3 separate regions of the Gossypium hirsutum genome follow, and all the other regions are linked to region 2. The links are chromatin contacts, called in public Hi-C maps. All regions are on one chromosome and are shown on one strand. The core of a region is the stretch at or near the end of the contact, and the rest is flanking DNA. Distances in the headings are between cores, read along the strand shown. Region 1 has its middle 7.0 kb from the start of LOC107962440. Region 2 holds the start of LOC107962444 (F-box protein At1g78100). Region 3 holds the start of LOC107962437.

Region 1 (2,700 bases), core at 14-2,513, 160 kb before region 2:
GTTTAACATAATACATATTTGAAAAAGTATAAAAACATGTATTTATTAAATTTAAAAATATTTGGGTTAAAAAGTGAAATTTATCATAATATATTTTCTCTGTCTGCCTTATGGCACGTTTTCTGTGTCTGCCTTTTGGCATGCTCTTCCTTTGTCATTTTTAATTTTTTTTAGCGTGGCTCCTGTTTTTTTTTCTCCTTTTAAGTGTTCTATTTTGATTTCGGGGTTTGGGTTGGGTAAGATATGGAAGAGGACTTAGCAAATTTATGATTATTGGATGAAGAGGAAGAGGCGCTTCAAGGAGATGAAATAGTGAATGATCAAAGTTTCCAGCACTGTTTGGTGGGGCGATGCTTAACAGATAGTGTGGTGCATTTACCCTCGCTACGCAATACCATGGCGGACCTCTGGCACCCTATTGGAGGAGTTTACATATCGGATCTTGGGGACAAACAATATCTCTTCCAATTTTCAATGAGGTTGACGTTCAAAAGGTGATTTCTGGCACTCCGCGGTTCTTCAATGGTCATCTGTTAGTACTGCAAAGAATTAAAAAAAGGAGAAATCCCCTCAATGTTGGTTTTAAATTATACTGAATTCTGGATTCATGTTCATGATCTACCTGCGGGGATGATGTCTGAGTTGATGTGTAAGAAGCTTGGTGAGTTTTTGGGGAAATTTCTTGAATATGATGTATCTTCTTTGGCGTTAGGCCACAGTTTATATATGTGTATCTGTGTTCGATTAGATGTTACAGCCCCGCTGAAACGTAAAAAGAAGATTCAAATGGGGGATAATTCGCCTGTCTATGTTCATTTTAAATATGAGAAGTTAAACATGTTTTGCTTTATTTGTGGAAAGCTCGGACATGGGGAAAGTTTTTGTCCATTTCGATTAAAAATTGAGCCTTCAAAAATTAATTATGGATGGGATTTATCGCTGCGCGCGGTAACTAGGCGGCGGAATACGGGGGTGAGCAGGTGGTTGTGCGAGGCTGACGGGTCGCACTACTGTACTGTAAACATGAGAAGTGTCAGTCAAAGCAATAACTTTAATTGGGAGAATGATTCTAGATGGAAATCAGGGAGCGATTTTGGGAATCAGACGTTAAATCCCAATCTAATCTCGTCAAGGGCCAATCAATAAAATCTTATTAATGGGAATATTAATGGACGTAATCTGGGCAAAAGTGGTCTGTACAGTGGTGGGTTGGCTCAAGGGCCCATGGATATTGTCCTGGGAGAGGAAAATGAACTATTAGAATTTGCAAAAGGAAAAAAGGGTCAAAGAATTGTGACAGGCCCATTAGACACTTTGGGTATCTATACAGAAGGTGGTTCCTATGATTTAACAGCTGGCTCTGGTGACCAGAGCAGCCGAGCACAATAAAAATCCTAAGATGGAACGTTCGTGGATTGGGGAGGCCATGAACTGTTAAAAGGCTCAAGAACAAATTGCGAGCCATTAATCCCCAACTTTTGTTTCTTATGGAAACAAAATTATGTTCTAAATAGATGAAAAGAGTCAGGTTGAGATGCGGTTTCGAGAACGGGATTGATTTTGGAGCTATGGGGTCAAGAGGCGGTTCATCTTTGGGTTGGAATGGTAACTCTTTGGTTAGCCTTCGAAGTTTTTCCTCTTTTTATATTGACATTGACATTAGGGATAATGAATGTGATGTTGCTTGGCGCTTAACGGGGTTCTATGGTAATTCGGAGGAAAGGAATAGAAGGAAATCTTGGGAATTACTTCGGCACTTAAGTCATGATCAAGCTATTCATTGGGTCGTTCTTGGAGATTTTAATGAGATTGTCAGCTCTTTTGAGAAGAAATGTGGTCGTCTCAGATCAGAACGTCAAATGGATGCTTTTCGACTAACACTGGAGGATTGTAATCGTAATGATCTGGGTTATATTGGTCGCTGGTTCACTTGGGAGAGGAAAATTTTCAAGTAATAACATTAGGGAACGTCTGGATCGTGGGGTTACTTCGTTGGACTGGGTCAATCTTTTCCCTTGCTATTAGATTGAACATTTGAGTCACTCCTTCTCTGACCACTGCCCTATTCTCTTGGATACCGTGGGGAAAGGCAAGAAGGATCAGCGCTTCATTGATAAGGCTTTTAGATTCGAGGCTAAGTGGTGTTTGGATACTTCTTTTGAAGGATTAGTCGAAAAATGGTGGACTGAATGTTCAGGAAGCATTCTGGTTAAGCTTCAAAGTTTGAGCTATCAGATTCAGTGTTGGAGTAAAAAAAAAAAAGAGAAAAGCAAAGTCTGTGCAGATTTAGAAGATAGATTAAATTTCCTGTATAACCAGGACCTCTTTGACGAGATTTTAGCAGAAATTTTTGATCTCCAACTAGGACTTAATTTGGAGGCAGACAAGGAATAATTGTTTTGGGAGCAACGAGCCCATGTCAATTGGCTTAAGAATGGAGACCGAAATACTAGCTATTTTCACAATATAGCTGTGCAACGTCAAATGCGGGGTAGAATTTCTGAGCTTGATAATAAGAATGGTAGGAGAATTTCCTCGAATGATGCAATGCTAAAACTTGCTTTTGAATTCTTTAGTGATCTTTTTTCGACTTTTGAAATGGGCCCTGATGAGCATGTTTTTGAGTTAGTGGAGAAAAGAGTTACGAAAAACATGAATGACAATCTTCTTACTTAGTTCACTGCAGAAGATATAGAGTCG
Region 2 (2,700 bases), core at 71-2,570:
TACAGCTGCGTTTGAATCCAAACACACACTCCACCATTGTTTCTAATCTCACCGCTACAGTATCCAATCTCACCGCTACAGTAACTAATCTCACCGCCACTGCTATTTTTAACCTCACCGAAGGTAAACACACCGCCCATCCAAACTAGCCCTGAGTCAATGGTGTTTAATGATATTCTTGGATATGGTTGGAGTTTTAGAAAATTAATTACCCTTTAAACTAATCTACAAGATATTGTCTATTATTTAATACATGACTTCCATCGAACTAAACAATACTTTTTTTCTTGATTGGACAATCTTAACAACTTGCGGGGTAGCCTTTAATTATTTATTTATGTACTATGAGATTCATCTCCAGAAATAATATATATTGAAGCCAAGTGTTTATTTTAGAGTGTCTTACTTCTTCAACAATCTAAGTATTATTCTTGGATTGATTATATTTTATTTTAACTTCAGTTTTTATCTTCCAATTTTGAAGAGAGTTTAAAAGAGTTCACAAAATTTAGGCTTTTGTAAGGTTCGAAAGCAGAAAGAAGTCCAAAGAAGGTTAGGTAGTATCAAGTATATTAAGGAAAGACATTTAAGCCTGGGTTGATAGTCCTATCTCTTGTAAACACAATATGTACAATTAATTATATTTCACATGATTCTTACACTTCTCTCGTGAGTTTGTAAGTCGTATCTACATCAATCGAGATACTTCCTACAATATGAGACAAAACCTCAATACGAAAACAATACCTTCCATTGAGAGTCCAAGACCAACCTCACTTTAATAGTGTAATTAATATTTTTTAAAACATTACAAATTTAAATAAACCTTGGTTGATTTGATCATGATTTCAGAAATTTATTAGCCAAAATATTGTTTTTAATGCCCTTGTTTCAAAGTGATCAAAGAAAATCTTTTAAATTCAACATAAATAAATTATAATCTTAATCAAAAAAAAAAATCAAACGAGAGACTCAATGGGATAATTAAAACGACAACGCTACATTTTTTGATCATGACGCATTACCCGCCAAAATTTATTAGGGGCCCAACTGTTTTACAGGTCAACGGTCAAACGTACTCCACCACTCCTTAATGCCTTTTATTTTTGTCTAATTATGCTCCAGTCCCTGTATTCTTATACAGTTAAATATTGGTCCCTTAAAATTCAATTTCAAGAGTTTAGTCCCTTTACTTGTTTGATGTTAAAATTAAAATTTAATTGATAATATTTTTAATTTAATTCTTTTAAATTTGAATAAATGAACTTTAATTTTCATATTAGGCAAGTAAAAAGATTAAACTTCTAGAAATAAAAAACATAGGGACTAAGGTTCAAAACTCTGAAGACTACAGAGACTGAGAGCAATTTAAACCTTTTGTTTTTATTTCTTTTATCATTAACTTCAAAGCTTTTTTTTTTCAATTTATATAAATATCGAACTGCCAAGCATGAACCAAAAACTGAAGAAAAAAATATGGACGGCTTTGATCAGCTACCGGATTCTCTGATCCTCCTGATCTTCAACTCAGTCTCCGACGTCAAAAGCCTGATACGTTGCCGTTCCGTCTCCAAACGATTCAACTCTCTCGTACCGCAAACTGATTCGATCCTCTTGAAAATCGACCGCGTCATCTCGTCGGAGTCAGACTCCGACTCGCTGTTCCTCACCCTCCTCAAGTCCTTTTTCAATTTCATCCTCCCCAAGCCTACACAGAGTCCACTCCCGAACCGGACGCACACTTACCCGGCTCAAATCCTCTCCCGGTTCCAACGAATCAGGGAACTCCACGTGGAATTACCGGCCGGGGATCTTCAATTAGAGAAAGGCACGGTGGTTAAGTGGAGAGCGGAGTTCGGCGAGACGTTGAAAACCTGCGTCATATTTGGGTTCCGTTTGGGTCATGACGGGAATTACGAAACGGAGTTCGCGGGAGGGTTGAAGAGGCGCATGATGTGGACGATAAGCGCGCTGATGGCTGCTTCCGTTAGGCATTTCCTGTTACGGGAAGTGGTTAGGGAACACAAGGGGATGGAAGAGTTAGTTATAACGGACAGGGAAGGGGAAGGGGAAGTGGTAATGGAGAAACAAGGGCTGAGGGAGTGGAGGGAGGCACGTGAGAGTCACGTGAGGATGGAGGAAGAAGAGGAGGAGCGAGGGAGGACAGTGGTCCCGAGTGTAAGGATGAGGATGAGGCATAAGCCAAGATTGGGTGCGACGCTGGTGGTGGTAAGGGCGGTGAAAGATTGGACCCACAATGGGAGGGAAGCTGACGTGGAAGATGCTGATTTGGCAGTGAAGGCTTTCGGGAATGGCGTATATGGGGATGCTGTCAGGGAATTGCTTAAGGCGAGGAGCTATCTTCTGGAAATGAACTCGTTTTAGTATTTGTATTTGTATGTATATACTCCACTGTATGTAGCTTTGTTTATATACCAAAATGGAAAAAGAAAATACGATTGGACAATGCAATTCTTGTGTAATAAATGCCCTCTGCCATCATTCTTCCCCAAAGTTAAAATTTTCTACTTTATTTTTTTTTCTTCTTAAAAATATTTTATTTAGCAAAAATTATATTTTCAGATATGGATATTTTTGTAAGGAAGAATGAAATGTATGAAGCAATACAAATTTAGAAAGTTGAAGGAAGGAGGGTACCATTGGATGCAAGGACAATAATACACCAATATACGACAGGTT
Region 3 (2,700 bases), core at 18-2,517, 210 kb before region 2:
GTTCAGAACTTAACTTGATAAAAAAAATTTTAGAAGCACCTTAATATATTTTAAATTTATTGCATAATATAATCTATTAACTTTGATTTTTTATGTGATTTAAAGTATATAATATATAAAAATAAAATAATATATCATAATATATTAAAAACACAATTTTAATAACACTTTTTAATATTTTAAATATGTTTATATGTTAAATTTACAATTTCTTTTAGTCATACAAGTGGTTTCATTTGACTTTTAATCTTCAAATTAACGTTAGACTAATGAAAATAAATAAATAAATAATATTTTAAATACACAATTAAAACATTCAAAATTAAATAATAATTTAAAATTTGACTTATAATATAAAAACTTTGGATACAAATTAAAAAAAACCCTCAAGAGCACCACTCCCCATGGTGGGTCCTTAATTTATTTAACTGACCGAACTGACCTAAAGGGACAAAATCCAAAAGAAAAAGGAAAGAAAGCGGTGGACGAAATACCCCTCACCAACCAATCCACCATCATAAAAACTAACCATGGTTAAGCCATTTTACTTTAACGACGTGATATGACGGGGAAATCGAGGGACTCGTGTCGTCAATACTATTAGCAACGTGGAGAGTGTAGAGAGCGCCAAGATTTTTAAAGTTGAGATGTGAGGCAAACACGTGGGCATACAATATCGTAACTAGTGGACTGCACATAGGCAGATGGGCCCAACAATATAATGTTATTACCTTATTGGTGTATACAGTAGGTAAAATACTTTCCCTCTCTTAGATGGCAAATATTTTACTAAATATATCCAAACTTACTTAAGTGGCTAAAGAAAGAAAAAGAAAAAATCTAAGAAAAAAGTTACACTAATAATTTGGGATACTCGGAAGAGATTCATATTAAAGTAAAATTTTAAAAACATCTAACTTTTTACAATTTCTTTTAATTTTTAAGTAAAAAGTAAATTTATTAACGTGATATATAAAATAAATAATATTATATCAATATATATAATATTTATAGACGGTTATGTAGGTTGTTTTGAGAATATCATTATAATATTTATATTTTTATTAATATTTTTGTTAAATCCGATTTAACTTTTTTTAAAAAAATTAATAATTTAATTTAATTAAAAATAAAAATTAATTTGATAAAAATTGTAAATTAGAGCATAAATTTATGTTAATAAATAATTTAATGACTCCCATGGAGGTATATCCACAACTACCGTAACCGCGGCAAAGTTGGCCACTAAAATTCAGGCAGTTGAGAGTGGGCCCCTTACAGAGCACACGGCATTCCATGTCTTAGTTTCATTTTTTTAACCGTTAGAGCCCATCGGTCTTGGGGTCCACTGTCTCACTACCTCGTTGCCTACCCAAACCCGCCCTCCCCGTCTTCACCGCTCAATGCTATAAGTATCGCTACGGGGACAGTCTCCATTGCCCTTTGCGCTAAACCCTCTAAAACAACAAAGCATCTATCTGTATTCTTCCTTCATAATTGCACTTGAATGCTTGTTCTTTTTTTGCTCCATTTTTTGTTTTAGATTCTCCATCGAGTTCTAAACTGTACTTACGGTGGTTAAAACTTCTTCGCTTTTCTTGTTTATATTTCCATCTGTTTGTTTCTCGGGAAAACCGCTACAATTCCCGTTCGTTTGGTGCTTTTTAATTCGTGTTCCTTTGTTCTGCCTGTTCGTTTGCATTCAAGGATCTTTGAATCTTCTTGATCTATCGTCTACCATTATTTTGAGGTATGTTCTGTATTCACATTCATTATTTTTCAATTTCCTTTATGTTTTTGAATGACTTTTGCAAACCGTTTATAAGTGACTTGTTCTGTGACTCTTTTTTAAAAGTCTTTTTCCTTCTTTAAGAGTGTTTGTTTATATAGATTTCTGCGATCTTTTTCCTTTCTAAATTGTTCCTTACATAAGAATGAGTTTTTTTTTTTGTAATTTCTCTTGTGGAATTCCTTATTTGACAACCTTTTTCTTTACAGTGTTGTTTTGATTGATATTCAGTAATATATGCATTAAACGCTCTGTTTTTTTTTTCACTAAAACTTTCTTGTATTGCTTCCTGACTGTAGAACAATGGAACACTTTCAAAACGACGATCTTGAATATATTGTCGATGACTATTACGACTTCGATGATTTTGAGCACGACGATCTCTTCGCTGAACCTGAGCCTCGGCGAGACACTGCTGATTTTGTCTCGTTTGACTCCGACTTTGAGGACGATTTCGAATCAGTACGTTCTTTTTTTAGAAGTCTTTCACGATTATGCTTTGATTCTAATGATTTAGATTCTAGAATATGTTATTAACCTTTTTTGGATTATGCATGGCCGTTACTCGGAAACAGAAGAAGCCGAAAACTGATACATCAGCTGTGGAAGCAAGAAACGGAAAAGATATACAAGGAATTCCTTGGGAGAGGCTTAATTTCACTAGAGACAAGTATCGTGAGACGAGGTTGAGACAGTATAAGAACTACGAGAGCCTTTCTGGTTCCCGTGAAGGGATGGAAAAGGTCAGTTTCTGAGTTTCTTGCTAAATCTAAAACGCTAATTCTACTTCTGACATGACATATGATAAAAAACGGTTCTATTTAACCAATAAATAAACGGTTCAATTTATTGTTCTTGACAGGAGTGCTTGCACGTAGAGAAGGGAAATGCCTTCTATGACTTTCAGTTTA

Evidence for each region. A called contact is a pair of places that touch in the nucleus more often than the background predicts.
Region 1: a contact with region 2 is called in a Hi-C map of leaf, with 2.3 times the contacts expected there. The contact joins the enhancer-like site here to the promoter of LOC107962444 in region 2. A contact is called at or near these places in 4 of 34 Hi-C or Micro-C datasets (callus, hypocotyl and leaf).
Region 3: a contact with region 2 is called in a Hi-C map of leaf, with 2.0 times the contacts expected there. The contact joins the promoter of LOC107962437 here to the promoter of LOC107962444 in region 2. A contact is called at or near these places in 3 of 34 Hi-C or Micro-C datasets (anther, hypocotyl and leaf).

What each region holds. Positions count from the first base shown.
Region 1 is chrA06:5,157,569-5,160,268 of Gossypium_hirsutum_v2.1, reverse strand. No RefSeq gene overlaps it. Among protein-coding and RNA genes, the nearest start is that of LOC107962440, 7.0 kb to the left of the region's middle. Within about 2 kb of position 1,263, at least 9 of the 9 cell types and tissues checked have an H3K27ac peak or open chromatin away from gene starts, as enhancers often do. A contact at or near this core is called in hypocotyl and leaf, where this site is marked.
Region 2 is chrA06:4,995,200-4,997,899 of Gossypium_hirsutum_v2.1, reverse strand. LOC107962444 (F-box protein At1g78100) reads left to right here and starts at 1,320. Exons shown (of 1, transcript XM_016898841.2): 1 at 1,320-2,541. The coding sequence starts at 1,477. The coding sequence ends at 2,385.
Region 3 is chrA06:5,205,966-5,208,665 of Gossypium_hirsutum_v2.1, reverse strand. It overlaps LOC107962437, which reads left to right and starts at 1,267. Exons shown (of 10, transcript XM_041114962.1): 1 at 1,267-1,750; 2 at 2,089-2,251; 3 at 2,368-2,532; 4 at 2,652-2,700. The coding sequence starts at 2,093.